Linked DNA regions of Mus musculus: regions 2, 3 and 4 are each linked to region 1. A link is a contact called in public Hi-C and HiChIP or PLAC-seq data. All regions are on one chromosome and are shown on one strand. Each heading gives the region's core, a stretch centred on a gene start, on an enhancer-like site or on the middle of the called end of the contact. The rest is flanking DNA. Distances are from core to core; before and after follow the strand shown. Region 1 overlaps Kat6b (K(lysine) acetyltransferase 6B). Region 2 overlaps Adk (adenosine kinase). Region 3 overlaps Adk (adenosine kinase). Region 4 overlaps Adk (adenosine kinase).

What was found. HiChIP or PLAC-seq counts read pairs in DNA pulled down with a chosen protein or histone mark. A called contact is a pair of places that touch in the nucleus more often than the background predicts.
Region 2: a contact with region 1 is called in a Hi-C map of the N1E-115 cell line, with 6 times the contacts expected there. The contact joins two enhancer-like sites. A contact is called at or near these places in 1 of 484 Hi-C or Micro-C datasets (the N1E-115 cell line), 2 of 115 datasets of contacts at active chromatin or transcription factors (cardiomyocytes and embryonic basal ganglia) and 1 of 9 other capture datasets (embryonic trunk).
Region 3: a CTCF HiChIP or PLAC-seq map of the NIH/3T3 cell line shows a contact between it and region 1, with 6 read pairs. The contact joins two enhancer-like sites. A contact is called at or near these places in 1 of 15 datasets of contacts at CTCF or cohesin (the NIH/3T3 cell line) and 2 of 115 datasets of contacts at active chromatin or transcription factors (the NIH/3T3 cell line and embryonic basal ganglia).
Region 4: a contact with region 1 is called in an H3K27ac HiChIP or PLAC-seq map of regulatory T cells, with 4 times the contacts expected there. The contact joins two enhancer-like sites. A contact is called at or near these places in 5 of 115 datasets of contacts at active chromatin or transcription factors (T-cell acute lymphoblastic leukemia, cardiomyocytes, embryonic basal ganglia and 2 more).

What each region holds. Positions count from the first base shown.
Region 1 is chr14:21,522,505-21,526,543 of GRCm38.p6, reverse strand. The region is part of intron 2 of Kat6b (K(lysine) acetyltransferase 6B); the gene reads right to left. Among named protein-coding and RNA genes, the nearest start is that of Kat6b, 25 kb to the right of the region's middle. Within about 2 kb of position 2,348, at least 140 of the 459 cell types and tissues checked have an H3K27ac peak or open chromatin away from gene starts, as enhancers often do. A contact at or near this core is called in the N1E-115 cell line, the NIH/3T3 cell line, T-cell acute lymphoblastic leukemia and 1 more, where this site is marked.
Region 2 is chr14:21,250,582-21,254,685 of GRCm38.p6, reverse strand. All of the region lies in intron 6 of Adk (adenosine kinase), which reads right to left. Among named protein-coding and RNA genes, the nearest start is that of Gm52152, 170 kb to the left of the region's middle. Within about 2 kb of position 2,240, at least 99 of the 459 cell types and tissues checked have an H3K27ac peak or open chromatin away from gene starts, as enhancers often do. A contact at or near this core is called in the N1E-115 cell line, where this site is marked.
Region 3 is chr14:21,085,466-21,089,489 of GRCm38.p6, reverse strand. The region is part of intron 1 of Adk (adenosine kinase); the gene reads right to left. Among named protein-coding and RNA genes, the nearest start is that of Adk, 35 kb to the right of the region's middle. Within about 2 kb of position 1,984, at least 124 of the 459 cell types and tissues checked have an H3K27ac peak or open chromatin away from gene starts, as enhancers often do. A contact at or near this core is called in the NIH/3T3 cell line, where this site is marked.
Region 4 is chr14:21,110,759-21,115,162 of GRCm38.p6, reverse strand. The region is part of intron 3 of Adk (adenosine kinase); the gene reads right to left. Among named protein-coding and RNA genes, the nearest start is that of Adk, 60 kb to the right of the region's middle. Within about 2 kb of position 2,147, at least 51 of the 459 cell types and tissues checked have an H3K27ac peak or open chromatin away from gene starts, as enhancers often do. A contact at or near this core is called in T-cell acute lymphoblastic leukemia and regulatory T cells, where this site is marked.

The DNA.
Region 1 (4,039 bases), core at 1,099-3,598:
ATGACCCATTCTCCCATAAGCATACACTGACTTATTATAAAATCTGAGTTGGGTAAAGCACTGTGCACCAAGGCAACACACGATGGCCACTCCCCCCCCAACCCCCCCAGCATCCTTACTTAAGGCCCAGGGCCTGTTTCATCTTTGTCCATGTAGTAACCTGGCAAATAGGAAAAAGGACTTACGTACTTTGTTTTGGTTTTTAATTTTTAAAGGAGTAGGTTTTATCTCTTCATTGTTTTGCTTTGCTTTTTGAGACAGGGTCTCAAGTATAGAGCCCAAGCTGGCCCTGAATTTGAATAAATCAGGCTTTGGCCTCCTGACAGCTGGGATTATAGTTATGCCCCGCCACTCCCAGGTAAGGAGGCTGGTTTGAAAAGTTAACTAATATTGACCATCTACACCAAAAGTAATCTATGCATCCTTTGAAGCCAGGCACCTATAGAGGAATGATCAGAGATGCCGCATTGCTGGTATTAAAGACAGGACAGGAACCAAGGGCAAACCAAGCAAACAGCCTAGGAGCTGGGAACAGAAGCGAGGAAACGAGGCTCAGCTAGAAAGTCATGCTGCTGTCATCCTCTACCGTGGTAAGAACTGTGTTAGACTTCCTAACCACAGAACCAAAGAATGACTGCAAGGCTTTAAATGCTAAGTGGATGTGAACAAAGCAGCAATGGAAAATTCAAACACACTGAACCAAAGGTTAGTCACATGGCCTCAAGCCTGCACTGAGCACTTACTAGTCACAAAGGGGAGAAGGGCTTCGTCTACAAAGGAAGATCTGGAAGCTGAAAATGTACCTCTGTGGTGTAAGGCTTGTATAGCATTCAGGAAGCCCTGTGTCCAAATCTCCAGGGAAAGTATCAGCTCCAGATATCCTACAGGACAACTCTTCAAAACTGGCAATGTCTCCAGAAATAGCAAAAAGGTTGTTCTCTGCTAAGAGTCATTATGACCAAATGCCACTTGTGAACTTTGCTGAGTCCTAAATCAAGTTATAAATAACATTAAGACTCGTTTGAGAAAATACAACTCTTGGTAAACCCTCTGGCTTCACTTTTGAAGTGTTTACGTGAGTGATGGTGCTGATCTATACAGGAGGTCGTTTTCTTTTTCTTTTTTTTTTAAAGATTTATTTATTTAATATATATAAGTACACTGTAGCTGTCTTCAGACACTCCAGAAGAGGGAGTCAGATCTTGTTACAGATGGTTGTGAGCCACCATGTGGTTGCTGGGATTTGAACTCAGGACCTCTGGAAGAGCAGTCGGTGCTCTTAACCACTGAGCCATCTCTCCAGCCCAGGAGGTCGTTTTCATTCCTCGCTAAATATTTAAGAATGTAACATAATGATGTCTGCCATTTATATTCCAATAATTCATCCAAACTTATCTTCTGTTTGACTTCTTTGTTATTGTTTTGTCTTAAAACAGAGTCTTTCTCTATAAAACTCTGCAGTCCTGAACTCATGTCTGTAAATCAGGCTGGCCTTGAAGGCAGATCCACCCTCCTCTGCCTCCCAAGTACCAGAAATTAAGGGTTTGAGCTACCAAACTAAGCTCAAAAATTATACATATACACATTCATTTATTCATTTTCTCTTTCTTTCTAGAAGAGAAAGAAAAGGTATAGTACTAACAGTTGTTGAAAGAATGTGGCATGTATCATTCAGACAGTACAACTTTTTAAATTACAAAGGTAAGGAAGAAGGCGTGCCCTGGATCCCTCCACTACCCACCTTTCTTCCCAGGTCCCTTACATACTGCCCAGGGTGCAATGAACAGCTGGTGTTCTTCAGCTGGCCTCCACACTTCCACAAGCACATACTATTTGCTGCGGGTTTACTCACAATTCAAGCTCAATAGCTAAAATCTGATTTTGTTATAAGAGAGAAACACATGACTAAAATTCCAGAAAAACAGGTCAACCATGAGGACAGAGTCATCTTTGACGACCTTATTACAGGGATTAGTTTGTGCCTTCTTCTCTTCTGCCATTTCTCTTGTTCCATATAATCTTTACATTCTTATTTTGAGCTTCATCCTTTCTATTTATGCCTGGAGAGAGAGTCACAAGCACGGCAGGAAACTGGACAAAAAACAGGACTGGTGGCATCAGGAGCTACTACAGAAACCACACCGCCTTTGGCTCCCAGCCCTAGTACTGGGAAGATCACAGGCAGCCTGGACCCAGGCTCTCCTCCTTCTCCCTGCACTCCATATGGCAGCTGTCTGACATCAAAGAAGGTGGGAGAGATTCTCTACATTCTCCAGACTGTTCCCACTCCTTCCCTTGAATTGTGGAAGAATCCATGATGTCTCAATCAGCCCTTCCGCAATCCCTCCTTTCCTGAATGCTAAGAATGCTTAACCCCAAGTGAAGGGCTGCAGAGCAGAGGAGCAGCAGCAAGGAGGACTAACAGCAGGCCTCCCCGAGGAGGGAGAACACCAGCTAAATGTCACATGCCTTCCAGAATAGCACCAAGGAATAAAAACTGAACTTGTAAATGAAATTAGGTTGCTCTTTTGAACTGCCAGTCTAGCTAGACAGGAAAAGGCCCAGCATGGTTTCTATGAGTGCCTATGCTGTTCTTAATAGGGAGGACACAATCAAGCCAAAGCAAACATCTGTTAACCAGTCAAGTCTGTTAATGAAACAATACTGCAGCTGGTTTATCAAAGATCAAAAGTGGAGCAAATTAGGAAAGGGATGTTTGAACAAAGATGGTTTCTGAAGAATAGCAGCTCAAGAATTTTAAACCCACTTGTCAAATTAACACAGTTCCCTCCTGGATCCCCTCGGAGCACTGATCAGGGTTTGCCCTGACCTCTGTAGAGACCAGCTTCGGTTTAATCCAACGTTGTTTCATCTAATACTTCTTTCTGTCTCATTCCACACTCTCAAAAACATAACCTTTCATAAACAAAATACAATGTACGCTGTGCACTACATCACAGCCTACTAATTACGATGTTTACTTTTATAAAGATCAACAACAATAGGCAGTTTCCCAGTCCTGGCAACTTCGCAGCAAAGTGTTTCCTACCCACGCAGAAGCATCAGTGCACGGCAAGGCCACCCCTTCCTCTGAGGCACATGGACCAACTTCCTGCCACTGCCTGGAAGCAGCAAGAGCACCCACATGCAAACACGCACGCACTTTCCTCCCGGTCTTGCAGACAGAGTGCCATCAGCAGATTACATGGCTGGCTCATTTGCTAACTCTTATCTGGTAAGCTAATTGCTGTTTATGTGAAATATTAATGGATAGGAGAGATGAAAGGCCCGAGAAGATTTCAGATTCCTATTTTAAATCTTGGTGTGACTGGAAAACAATTTTACCAAATCTACTCTAGTTTAATGTTCAAGACTTAAAAAATGAAGCATAGAAACACAACAAAATCATGGATTTTTACAAGCAAAATTGTCATCTCAATGATAAAAACAATTATATCTCCCATGTGTTAGTGATAACATACAAAGATAAAATAGATTTAAAAAAAAAACACAACAACTCAGACTTCCATTTTGAGAACATTTAAAGTGTATCATCTGCTGAAGTCTGGAGGAAAAAAATAAAAATAAAATCTTTGCCATTCAAGATAAAATCAGAATAAATCAGCAAACAACACATAACTGTTAAAATAACCTCAAAGCTAAAAATACTGACTTTCTTGGTACTAAAAGTATCACAGCGTAGGAACAAGGCTCCGTAGGAGTTTTTGCCTAATGAGCATAAGGTCTTCTATTCTATTCCCAGCAACACACACGCGCGCAGTTATAAAGTCATGTAGGTACAGAGAGTACAAGTATCAATTCCTCAAAGTTGGTGCTCCTCAGGACAGGATTAGTGTTGTGGGAAAGGCATCAAAAACATCAAGCACACCTAAGATCTAAAGAGTTACAGGAATGTCCACCACGCCCTCTACAATCAAACCTTCCGACACGACGCTGTTGCTCTCCAGAAGCTACTTCAAGAAGCCTAGACAAGTTCTATCTTGATAACAGTTCAAAAGTAGAACAAGCTGCCATGCTT
Region 2 (4,104 bases), core at 991-3,490, 270 kb after region 1:
ACACCAGCAACTAGGTTTTTGCAACTACTTTTTCCAGGGCAAAAACCACAAACTTTGCTTTAAAAAAAAATCAGGGATTAGATTATTTTTTTTGTTTTTTAGAGGGAATACTAAAAATGAAACCATACTATGGTGACAAAAAATAGACAACCACCTTAGACACTACTCAACTCGGCTCCAGTGATTTTGTGGACATTAGTTCCTAACAGATGAGTCCCAATAGCAGCAGCTCATTTTCACACATCTTGTGTACTCAGTGTCTGAAGGACAGTTCCTCAACTAGACTGACAGATACAAGGCACAGCATTCATGCTGCCGGCTTGCACTACCGCCCGCACCCTTTCCATACATGACCAGTGCACACAGTTGTCGTTTTATTTACATTTAGTAGTGTGTTAAGTTTATGTGCTTCACAGAAAATCTCAGAGTCATGTCCCAAAGGCAGAATCATTTGGGTGATGTGATTAATTATGTGCCTCTAAGAGGTATAATCCTCTATCATAATCAGCCAGTATCATAATCAGCTGAGGACTTTCAGGTTTTTAGCTTCTCCCCCTGGTGGTAGTATCTAGGTTCGTATCTATTTAAAAAACAAAAACAACAAACCATGCTGCAAGGTTTACAGCCACTACATTCAAATATTGGGAGGCAATTTGGGGATAAAGTAGATTTAAATGAAATAGAAGCAAATCTCAGAACTCTTCTAATGTTAGCACTCACCTCCTATGCCTAGCTAGTGATCTCTCTTCCCCCCTCTCCTCTCCTCTCCTCTCCTCTCCTCTCCTCTCCTCTCCTCTCCTCTCCTCTCCTCTCCTCTCCTCTCTTCTCTCCTCTTTTTCCCACAATGCAATTACAGCCATTACATCATTGTAAATTACATGCTGGGGTTATCTCAGTAGGTATCTGCCAAATGTAAAACTTACAGAAGGTCTTCAATGTAATAATGATGTTTTATCATTTTAATTACAAACTCTTTAAAAAACTCCCTAAAGTGTACCAATTGGGGTGGTCTAAATTAACAATATCTTGGTAGCCCAAGGGTAGCAAAAATAGATTGAACTACCAAATTTCATCATCCTTATAGCAGCTGTCTTCCTGCCTCTAGGAAGCTGAGTATTTAACAAAGCAGACAGCTTGGCACTGGCGTCTGATTAGCAGCGTGTGCATTGTCAGACAGAATGTGCTTGGCTCTTCTGTTCCAGGGTTGGATTAGAAGCCTGCAGAGCACTGGGACTTTATTCTTCAGGCTTCTCAGAAGTAAATAAGTTCTGCGTCGTCTTCCTCTGTTGCTACACCTGGCAAACTGATTAGGTGCCTTCTTAGTAATGTGCGCTATCAAATGCTAGACAATTTAAATAAAGGCTTTCAAGGATAGTATCACAAAGGATGAAATTTGTCAATTTAAAAATTACTATGGTTAAGCATAATATGTATAAAAATTATTTCTCGAAATAAAGTGCTTTGAATTATGTTGAACCTAAATATTAAAATATTGCTTGTGGGGGAGGAAGGGTGGTCATTTTAGAGTATATAAAAATAAAATTATATTCTTAAAATATTAAATATAAAAGATTTTTTTCCCTGAACTCACATGAAGCATGCTAGAAATAAAACACTGCTTTACAAGAATAATATTATTTTGCTGCAGGGTACAAAACATTAAATTATAAAAGGGTGACTCTCATTACCTTTTCACCAGAAATTTCTTTGAAAATTTATTACAAATGATTGTGCTTATTGGCAGAGTTCAAAATCAGCAGAGTCCACGCAAACAATCTACTTCAGTGCGAGGTACATTCTTTTACTCTATCGGATCCGTCGGAGGTAATCAGACTGGATGTTTTATTCAACAGGGCTGAAGAAAATTGTTCTACAATAGGTTAATTCAAAATGGCAGCATAGAAAATGCATCTGTCAGTGGGGATCAAATTACAGGGCAAGCTCCTCTCAATGCTTAGAAAAACAAGTCTGCAGTTCTACAGATTATGTGCCTGTGTGTGTTTAAAGGGGTGGGAAAGGAGCTAAATATCCGAGCTAACCTCCAATTAAAGTCAATCATAAAAACAGCCAATTTAATGAGTGCAGATTTCTTTGGGTAATTATAACACCAACCACTTTTTTCTCTTTTAGATCTGTAATTCTGCCTTCTTGTTATTGCTTGCTTTGTCACTAATCGCCTCAGGACCTTGATTTCCTAGCAACAGACTGCCACCAAACACTTGGCTCCTGTTCAACATTTTCTTTGTGAAAAATGGCACTGCTGTTGCCGCCTGGGCTGCTGCAGCTAGACTGGCTGTGTAAGTGCTCTAATAATGTATTCCACTGGAAAAAAAAATCACATGATACAGGGTGCGAGGACTGAGCTCAGTTAATTACTGAGCTGGGAAGTTTATCTACAATCTAAAAGCTGTGCTGGGGGAGGGGGCTACAGGATTAAAAAAATGCATTCCTTCCATTATTAATAATTTGAAGGTAAGAATTTGCAAAGAAATATTCTATTTTGAGGTATATAAGTTTATTAAGGATTAGATACAAAAGGCCAATGTCCTTAAAATGTTGCTTGATGATTTCTTTCTCTACAACATGGCCCCAAACACACAAAAGAATCACAGAACAGTTTGCTGCAATTTAAGAGAGCAAATTAACCTATGTATCTGTCAGCTGTGTCTTTCCTACTTAAGGCAAAATCATTTGTATATGTAAATATGCTGTATGGGATGGTAAGAGGTTTTCATTCACAGCGTGAACAGTACATACTGAGAAAACTGAACATTCAAAATATTGTGTTTTGGTATATTGTACACTTAAGTAAATATTTAATAACCCATGATAAGAGTAAAGATGCTTATCATTACTTGTGAAACGATTCAATTGGGACTGAAGAAAATCAGACCTTGTGATTAGAAACCCTGTGATAAGGTAACATAATGTGATTTTTTTTTTTAACTGGGTAGATTTATTAAGATTTTTCATGTCTTCGAAATACTGCCACCCCTGGTAATGATAGTTATGGAAATTAACATGGCATGTCAGCTATGGTTCACTGAAGCCTGGCTCTAACTCTCAGAAATGCGGCTTTATAAGACTGGCATGTTTCAGGACTGCTGTCACGATATGATAATTTAATATACCCAAGAGTGCACTAAGTATTATGGAAGCATCTGTGAAACTAATAAGCCAGTGGCCATACTGATTCTCACCAGTGTCTACAGACTGTGTAACAAACTTACTACAAAGTAGTCGCAATTCAGCTCAGCTGAGGGAGGGAAAAGGCTAGAGGGTACCTTAAAACCATCACGATCACTAACCTTGACAGATGAAATAAAATGAAATTACAGAAGCTCTTTAGCAGAGCACTAAGCATTAAAAAGCCACTGATTATATCCAAGAGTAAAAATATGTACATGCCTTTAAAAAGTGAATAAATAAGGCATTTGACTTTAAAGAATCTGCTTATTGTTGATAATAAGCCACATTGTTTCAACTGAGTCTGAGCCAATAGTATATTTTTACAAAATATAATTCTTGGTTGACTTAACAAAGGAAACACAATCGCCCATCAGTTTTAGAAAATATTGATAATTACTATACAACCATATCAAAATATCTGCGGACTGCAGTAAAGCTGGTTGATGTTTACAGGTAAAACATTTAAAAGTCTATATTTAGCTTATTACGTATTCCAAATTAAAGACACACTAAACCTAGAAGCCACACAAAATGTGAAAAACATATCTGAGGCCTTAAAGAGGGCTATATGGTGTTTGCTACCTTGAATATATATATATCAGTCTGAAAAATATAACTAAAATCATTGGAGGATTATTCTCCTTGATATTTAACTGCAAATTCTGACTTATCATTTAAAAATGGGCTGGATTCTTCACAGAGTTAATTAAAACAGAAGTTAATACTTTAAAAGATGAAGTCATTTAAAGGCTGACGAGGAGGCTGGGTGGAGTGTAATGTGGGAATCAGGTGGTATAGGAGAAGTGGAGTCATAGAGAAAAGCAGTCAAGGGTGGTTGTCAGAAGCACTGGTACAAGACAAGAAGAGCAGAAGTTGGAAGAGAAGCCTCCTGTCTTTCAGAAATCTTCAATGATT
Region 3 (4,024 bases), core at 735-3,234, 440 kb after region 1:
GAGCCAAATTGGAGAGAGCATATCGGGAACATGGATTTAGGCTCCACCAAGTTCCATGTTCCAACATGGAAGCGAATGTCCGGACGTTTTTATAGTAATGGAACAAAGGCCACAAATCAAAAAAATCACTTTTGGGGGAGAGAGAGAGAGACTGTAGATAGGAGAAGATTAAGACAGGGTTTCTCTGTAGCTCTGGCTGACCTAGAACTCACTATGTAAACCAGACTGGGCTCAAACACAGAGATGTTCTCTGCCTCTACCTCTGGAGTGCTGGGATTAAAGGTGTATACCACCATGCCTAGCAATGATAGTTATTTTTAGAAATGGATAAACGACTACCCACACCTATAAGCCTACTGCTACTCTTGAGAGACAGAGGCAGGGGGATAAGGAGTGATAGGCCTTCTTCAGCTGCACAAGACTGGCAGAGATAAAGGTATTCTAAAGGGACACTAATGTCTCTCAATCTGACTCACACTATTGAAACAATGAACTCCAAAGAAATGGGAATTTCTCCAGGAATCTCATGCTGGGAGAAGGGAAGGAGCTAGATAAAGAAAGGATTTGTCTCCAGGAAAGATTTCACACAGCTCCACCAGCTTGTCAGACCACCTTCCAGGGTGAGAGCGGAAGAGCAGACACCTTGATTGTTACCACAGATGTGTACATTCCTGGCCGGCTATTTAAACTTTAATCTCTCTCCAGGATCCTGAAGACAGATTGAGGGCAGGGGCCCGAATCTCTGCCCCTCTTTCCAAGTAGCCACACTGAATAAATCTCCTCTTTCCTGCCTTCCATTTTAAGTCTGGCTATTTTTACAGGTTTTGAGACTGGGTGGCCAGACCAGTCAGTCCCCTTCCAGACTGTCTTTGACAACAGACTCTTCTGGGGAATAAATAGCAGAGTTTGTGGTTTTATGTATCAAACTGTTTCATCCAAATGTAGAAGAACATATGGAAGCTCATCTCACTAGATGCGATGGTGGAAGATGGTCAGGAAACCCTCCCACAGAAGGGCGGGCTCAATCACCTAGATGGCCTGAGTAATTCTAAAACACCTGGTGTATGAGGAAGGTAAAAGTTGGTCCCAAGAAGTTGGAATCTGAACATACATATTTCTTTAACATTTCGTTTTCTTCTTATTTACAGTGAGAGAGGGTGTGTGCACGGCCACATATGTTCAAGTGCCCTCCAAAGCCAGACAAGGGCTCCAGATCTCCCGGAGCTGGAGTCACAGAGCTTGGGTCAAGGAACTGCTCATCTGGGGATCAGTAAGGGCTCTTAACCTTTGCACCATCATCTCTCCAGCCCCGAAACATACATGTTTAGCGCAAAAAGAAATTACCAAAGGAGTAGAAGGTTGAAGATGCTAGACAGAAGAAAAGTGACGTGTGTCTAAAGCATTGCACTATTTCCTCACGAATGAATGGGGCCATTCGAGCAATTTCCTGACAGGGTCTGGCCTGACTGACAAAGCAACTACATAAGTGACCGTTTGTCTCAGTATCTTTTTTATACCTAACACTGAAATATTGACATGTTTGCCACATTTGTCTGCTTGAGACAGGGTCTTGTTGTGTAGTCTAGGCTGCTCTGTGATTCATGTCCAGGCATGGGCCACCCCACCCAGCTTATAAATGAATAATAATTTTCAGACTGCAAAACTGACTCATCCTTTTACAATTATAAGAGCTCCAAAGGAGAAGAAAATACATAACCAGCTATGGGAGAGTGGCTGAATGCAGGTAGGGCAGCTAGCTTCCTAGTGGTTTTACTTAAGGTCTTAGTAGATTTGTATCAACCTGACACTAGTTAGAATTATCTAGGAAGAAGAAACTCAATTGAGAAAACACCTGCAGGCAATTTGGTAGGCCATTTTCTTGATTAATGATTGATGTGAAAGGCCAGGGGGGTTGGAGTGCACCCTGAGCAAGCAGGCAGATCTAGGTTGTATATGAAAGCAAACTAAACAAGGCAGGAGGAGAGGGCCACTAAGCAGCATCGCTTCAGAGCCATGCTTGGGTTCCCCAGCGGCCTGCCCTGCCTGTGTTCTTGTGCTGCCTTCCTTTGACAATGGACTGGGATCTGGGCTGTACACAGAAATAAACCCTATCCTCTCCGAGTTGCTTTTACAGTTTTATCACAGGAATAGAGATCCCTCTCTGCCTCTCCCCAGTTTCATAGTGATTCTGAGAAGAAACAACCCTCACAGACTGAAGCCAGATGCCAGGCAGCCCCTGAGAGGTGAGAAATGTGCTGGTACACTATCAAAGCTCTATTTCGGAGAACTGCAATCATTTCAGCTAACTGACAGGTCCTTCAGAAGCTCAAGCCTTCCCGTGTTTGAGCTGATCCTGAGCTTGCCCTGTGCTCAGAGTTTCCCAAAGAGCATCTCAAATACAACCAGCTGCAACTGTTTAACATTCCAGCTGCTTGAAGCAGTTGGAACAAACAAGTTAACCAAAAACATAAAAGGGAAAGTGTAAGGAAAAAACATCCACAGAGGGAACCTCCAGAATGTTCCTAAAATTGCAGTGGCCAAGCTTAAGGAAGACAAGGGAAGGCCCGAAGCACCCATATCTGCCTGGGCAGAAGACCGCACAAGCACAAACGACAGCTTTACTGCTGTAAGCTCTGGCTGCGTGTTTAGGATGTGCCTCGACAGGCACAGTATCTCTAAGCAGACTGGGAAACAGTAGCAAGTATAACAGGAATGTGAAAAACTGGATCCTCAGACATTGTTGGAAATGTAAAATGATGCAGCCACATTGGTAAACAGGGATGAAGTTTCTAAAGAAGGAAGAAGAGACAGAGAAGGAAGGAGACAGAAAAATGGGGGCTTTTACCTCAAAGGAACAAAAAACATGGTTTGTTCTGAAGCCAAATGTGAGTGATTATACCCAGAAATAGTTTACCAAATGCCATGTTCCAATAATGTAACAGTTTAATAAAGTTTTATAGTAACACAAGAAAATCATAAATCAAGACCCTTTCTGAATACATTGGTAGAAATATTAGAAAAGCTGGGAAATCAAACTATGGACTTCAGATGTTATCTGCAGGGGTCTGTCTGTACATTCCAAAAGATTTACCTAACGGTCACAAAGATATTAGGTCACACGGAGAGGAAGGTAATAAATGGTTATTAAGTGTGTTAAAGATAGCCCAAGATAATTTGGCTTGGCAACATTCCATCATTTCCACATCATTAAAGTTCTAATGAGTCAGTCAGCCTTTGTTGTCAGCTTCTATCCAGGAATTTTTGTTCACAAAATAACATAAAATTATCCTATGAAGCTGCATCCTTCCCTAAGAGAAACAAACATATGGCAACACAAAACTTACACATGGGTGCTCACAGTACTACTATTCACAACAGCCAGACTGAAAATAACCCATAGAGCTGGCTTAACAAAATAACCTACACATCAAAACGTATTCAACCATGAGAAGAAATGAGATACTGATAAGCTGATATGACATGGATGAACTTTAAAAACATTTTACTCGGGGGCTGGAGAGATGGCTCAGCAGCTAAAAGCACTGACTGCTCTTCTGAAGTTCAAATCCCAGCAACCACATGGTGGCTCACAACCAACTGTGATGAGATCTGGCGCCCTGCCCTCTTCTGGTGTGTCTGAAGACAGCTACAGTGTACTTATGTATAATAATAAATAAATCTTTTTTAAAAATTACATGATTGTGCTCATGACACAACAGAATAAAAATTCACAGAGGTGTCAGGCTGTGGCAGCACACACATTTAATCCCAGGCTTCAGGAGACAGAGGCAGGGTGATCTCCGAGTTCGAGGCCACCCTGGTCTACAGAGCTAGTACCAGGACAGTCAGTGCTACACAAAGAAGCTCTGTCCTGAAAACAAGACAAAAACAAAAATTTTTTAAAAATAATAATTCAGAGGCAAAAAAGTAGATTTTACAGTTTCCAAAGGATGGTTGGTACTATACAATAGGTAGAAAATGAGTGACCGCTAACAGCTATAATGTTTCATTTTTAAACTGATAA
Region 4 (4,404 bases), core at 898-3,397, 410 kb after region 1:
TCTACAGTCTTTACTATAAAAACATCAGAATTATATTGAATTGCCTGACAAATCCACCTATAGATGTAGACAATCTATACATATCTATATAGATAGATCGTAGAAATACACACATACACACACATTAAACCTTTAGATATACCTTTAGATAATACCTTAAGCTTTAGGAAAAATTTTTCTAAAATTCTCATAAATGATAGAACATAATTTTGTTAATTTAACTTTCATTTCAAGGAATACTTATTCCATAATCCATAAGCATTTAGGAATTTAAGCAACAAAATGCAGTACACAAAACTATGTAGAGTAGCCAGCATAATGGGATGTAATTAGTCATTAAGAAACTCAGTCTAATATTAGAGACTCTCAGAAAAATTACAGTATAGTAGGAACAAATTCATTAGGGCTGAATTGGGGAGGTAGAAGTGGCTAAATTTTTCTGAAAAGGGTGGGGGGTGACAGAAGAAAGCTGACTCCAGAGGCTATCACTGAAGGAGAAGGCAAGGTCCCAGTTAGCAACAACTTACAAGCCATGCTTGACACTGGACAATTACAGAACCACTAAAGCAATTTTGTTTGGTGGTGTTTGTCTGTCTTTGGCTGACATCAAACTCAAGACAGTCCTCCTGTTGGCATCAGGACCTCTGAAACCTGTGACATCACATAGGTGGGACCTGCAGACCCATTACCAAGGCAACAGCCACCATATCCCCAGAATCCACTTAGCTCACCTCCTACCTTTACTTGTGTTACATCATTACCCATATATATAAAGAAAGCCATACCCCATCTCTCTCTCTCTCTCTCTCTCTCTCTCTCTCTCTCTCTCTCTCTCTCTCTCTCTCTCTTCCCCCCTTCTCTTTTCTGCTGCCACCTTGCCCCTCTTACACGTGGAACTGTTTTGGCCTGGTGTGCTATGTTCCAACTCGAGCCACTATTCTAACATATCACCTCCTGCCTTGGTCTCACAAGTGAACTAGGCATGCTGAGCCACACCCATCTCTTCAAGTCTGTTAACATTATAGTCAACTGTGGGATGAATTCACCTTTCATAGAGGTGGACCATTAGGAGGGGACAGGACAAAGTGAACGGAAGGTTACTTAATAAGCAGAATGACAGAAGGGGCAGGACTGGAGGCAGGCAACCTTGGGTCCTACTGTTAACACCTCAGGAGGGAATCATCAAGGAATAAAGAACGAGTAGAGTCAGAGTTGGAGACATTCTGGATATTCAAGACATTTTATTCACTAAAAAGCATACTGAGTCAGGTATGCTAGTGAACACCTTTAACCTCAGCTCAGGGAGGGTGGTTGAGTTTAAGGAGAATCGGGCCTATTTACCAAGTTCCAGTCCTGCCAGGGACATACCCTGAGACCCAATCACCAAACATAAGTAAGAAAGCCTAAAAACAAAAGTATACTGAGCGCGTAAAGGTACAAAGACAGAGGGAACTTTACCTTTGGCTGGCTCCTGAGATGAGATGGAAGGAAACAAAATTACAGGACAACCTAGCTCTTCTAATGTAAAATCTGGCCAGAAACCAGATCAGGGAGGTCAAGAAACCTTCTGGGCTGGCTGTGGGGCAGCGTGCCTTTATCAGACTGTGGAGGCACACGTTTGTGGGTTCCAGGTCAGCCAGGGGCACACTGTGAGACCCTATCTCAAAACACAAAATTTTCAGGAACATCTCTGAATCTTTCTGTTTACTTTGTTTTGAAGACACAAGCTCCACTGTGTAGCTCTAGCCATCCTCGAATTCATTTGTAGATCAAGCTGGCCTTGAACTCACAGATCCACCTGCCTCTCTGCTTCCTGAGTGCAGGGATCAATGGGGTGTGCCACTATCACCAGCTTAAGAATCTTAAAACTAAAAAAAAAAAAAAAAAAAGGAAAGAAAGAAAGAAAGAAAAGAAAAAGAAGAAAAAAGAAATTACAAACCCTAAAGGAATTGGAATCACTAAGACACCCTAACAGGCCAAATATCAATAATGAAACTAGTTAGACAACTGACACATTTCCTTAGAGATGATGAGAGAGCAAAGCAGGAGAGGTTTACAATTGCTCTCAAGGCAGGAATGACTCACAGTGCCCTTGAGAAGCCATGCCTGGGAGGCTTCTATGGAAGGAGAAAACACCACTTCAAAGTGGTCGCCACAGACAGGAACATAAAGCTATATACCACTAGGTATTCTATTTCACAAGTGTTTTGCCAACCTGTATTCAAACTGAAAGCTCGTGATCAGAAAATAAAGATCAAAGTTCCTTCACCAAAAGAGCAACCCCCGGGTTCAGATGTTTTCACAGCACACATATTGAGCAATGACTAGCGTTAGGTAAAATGGCAAAGGCAGAGGGCACAGTGAGGTAGGTAGGGGTGGGGAGGTGCTTCCCTCGCATGTGGGAGGCACCGGATGGGATCCCTGGCACCAAGGCAGAAACGTTCTTGTTAATTATGATTGTCATACCTCAGGAGAGTCGTTAGTAAAATTAAAAGTATGGTACTTAACACTGTTTTTATCTGAAAATAGGCAGAAATGTGAGGAATATTTTCATTATAATAATGAAAATGGGAAGGTTTAAATTAGGCATTAAACAGTGCCTGATGCATAACTTAATTAATAGTTTTTACACCATTAAATATATGCAGGCCAGGGAGAAGGCTCGGGGGATAATGCACATGGTGCTGAAACTTGAGGACATGAGTAGATGTACACAACCCGCCCAAGGGTCAAGTGCATGCGGTGACCCATCTGCAACCCAACATGCACCACGCCCTGATTTATAAAGTTCTGAGAACCAGGCGTAGGGCCTCAAACACACTACACAAGTACTCTACCCACTGAGGCAAATCCCCAACCCATTTGTTTGCTCTGCAACTGACTCAGAAAGAACATGTGATACAGAGGACAATCACATTAGAAAGTTTGTCTGAGTAGTTTTTTAAAAGAAACACTCTCTTATTGTCACTAAATTCTCAACTATAATTACCTCTAGAGCTGCACTAGCCATTCGTCACCATGAAGGGTCCCAGCCTATAACAGAACACCAGGGATGAGAAACTCCAAACCATCCACACCGAAGACTGTGAGGCACTTGCAAGCAAAAGCTTCGTAAGAGTACTATATAACTCAAGACTTTTTAAACCTGAAAGATATGTTTTCACAGTATATTTTCATGATGGTTCCCCTCCCCCAATCTCTCCCAGATCCTCCTCCCCACCTCGACCTCCCAACACAAAAACAGAAAAATAAAAAGCAAAAGAATAATAGGACAAAAAAAAAAAAAGTACCAAAATAAAACAAAAGTCTACAAAAATACTACAGAGTTTATTTTGTGTTGGCTAAACACTCCTGGGCATAGGGCCTGCTGTGTAATGCAGTTGACACACCCAGTGACACTCCATAGGAGAGCTGCTTTCCCCTTTGTATCAAGTGTAAACAGCTTCTTGGTTATGGGTGAGAGCCTCTGTCCACACCCCTCATTGCCAGGACCCCATCTGTGTAGGCCTTGTGTATGTTGCACGGTCTCTTCAGTTTGTATGCACATCAGTACTGCTGTGTGTGTTCTCACTGCCTTTCTGCCTCCTCTTCAGCAGAGATGCCTGATCCTTGATGGAAGGAGTTTGGTGAAGACCTCTCATTTACCACTGAGTGTTGCAAAAGTCTCTCCTCCTCTGTTACTATCTAGTTGTGGATCTCCGTGTTAACTCCCATTTAATGCAGGAGGAAGTTCTCTGACAGGAGTTGAGCAAATCTCATGACTTTTGATAAAATAAGTATCTAAAAGGTTAATGCTCTCTTTTGCTACACACACACACAGAGAGAGAAAGAGAGGGGGAGAGAGAGAGAGAGAGAGAGAGCGAGCAAGCACTCAATCACTAAGCTATACTCAAAGTCCAGAGCAACATATTTAAAAAAAAAAAAAAACAAAAAAACAAAAATACCTGATTAGAGAAACCTAAAACTGTCTTTTAAAAGCTCAAACCAAAAGAGCAGTTACAGTAACTATATAAACTTAACTACCAACATGAAATACTTGCTAAAATTAGGAGCACTTAAAAACGAATTTGATTCAAATGTTGGAGAAAAATCAAGTCTTTTGCACTCTGCTAAGAAAGTATAAGGGAGCACATTTAGGTAGGCCTAAGTGCAACACGCATTTCATTCACTCAGGCGATACCTTAAATTTCTCACTAACACAAAGCAATTTCAAGAATAATACAAATTCATACATTATTGGGGGAACTTTGCTATGAGGAATGTTTTCACACATACTAACATTTTTTAAAAAAAGAACTGGGGTCCCATGGTCAAAATGTCACCCAGAGTGATTGGATATAAAAGAAAACTTCAAAAGAAGGTCCTGATCTCTTCTACATAAAACCTTGACGGCTTTGTTAAATT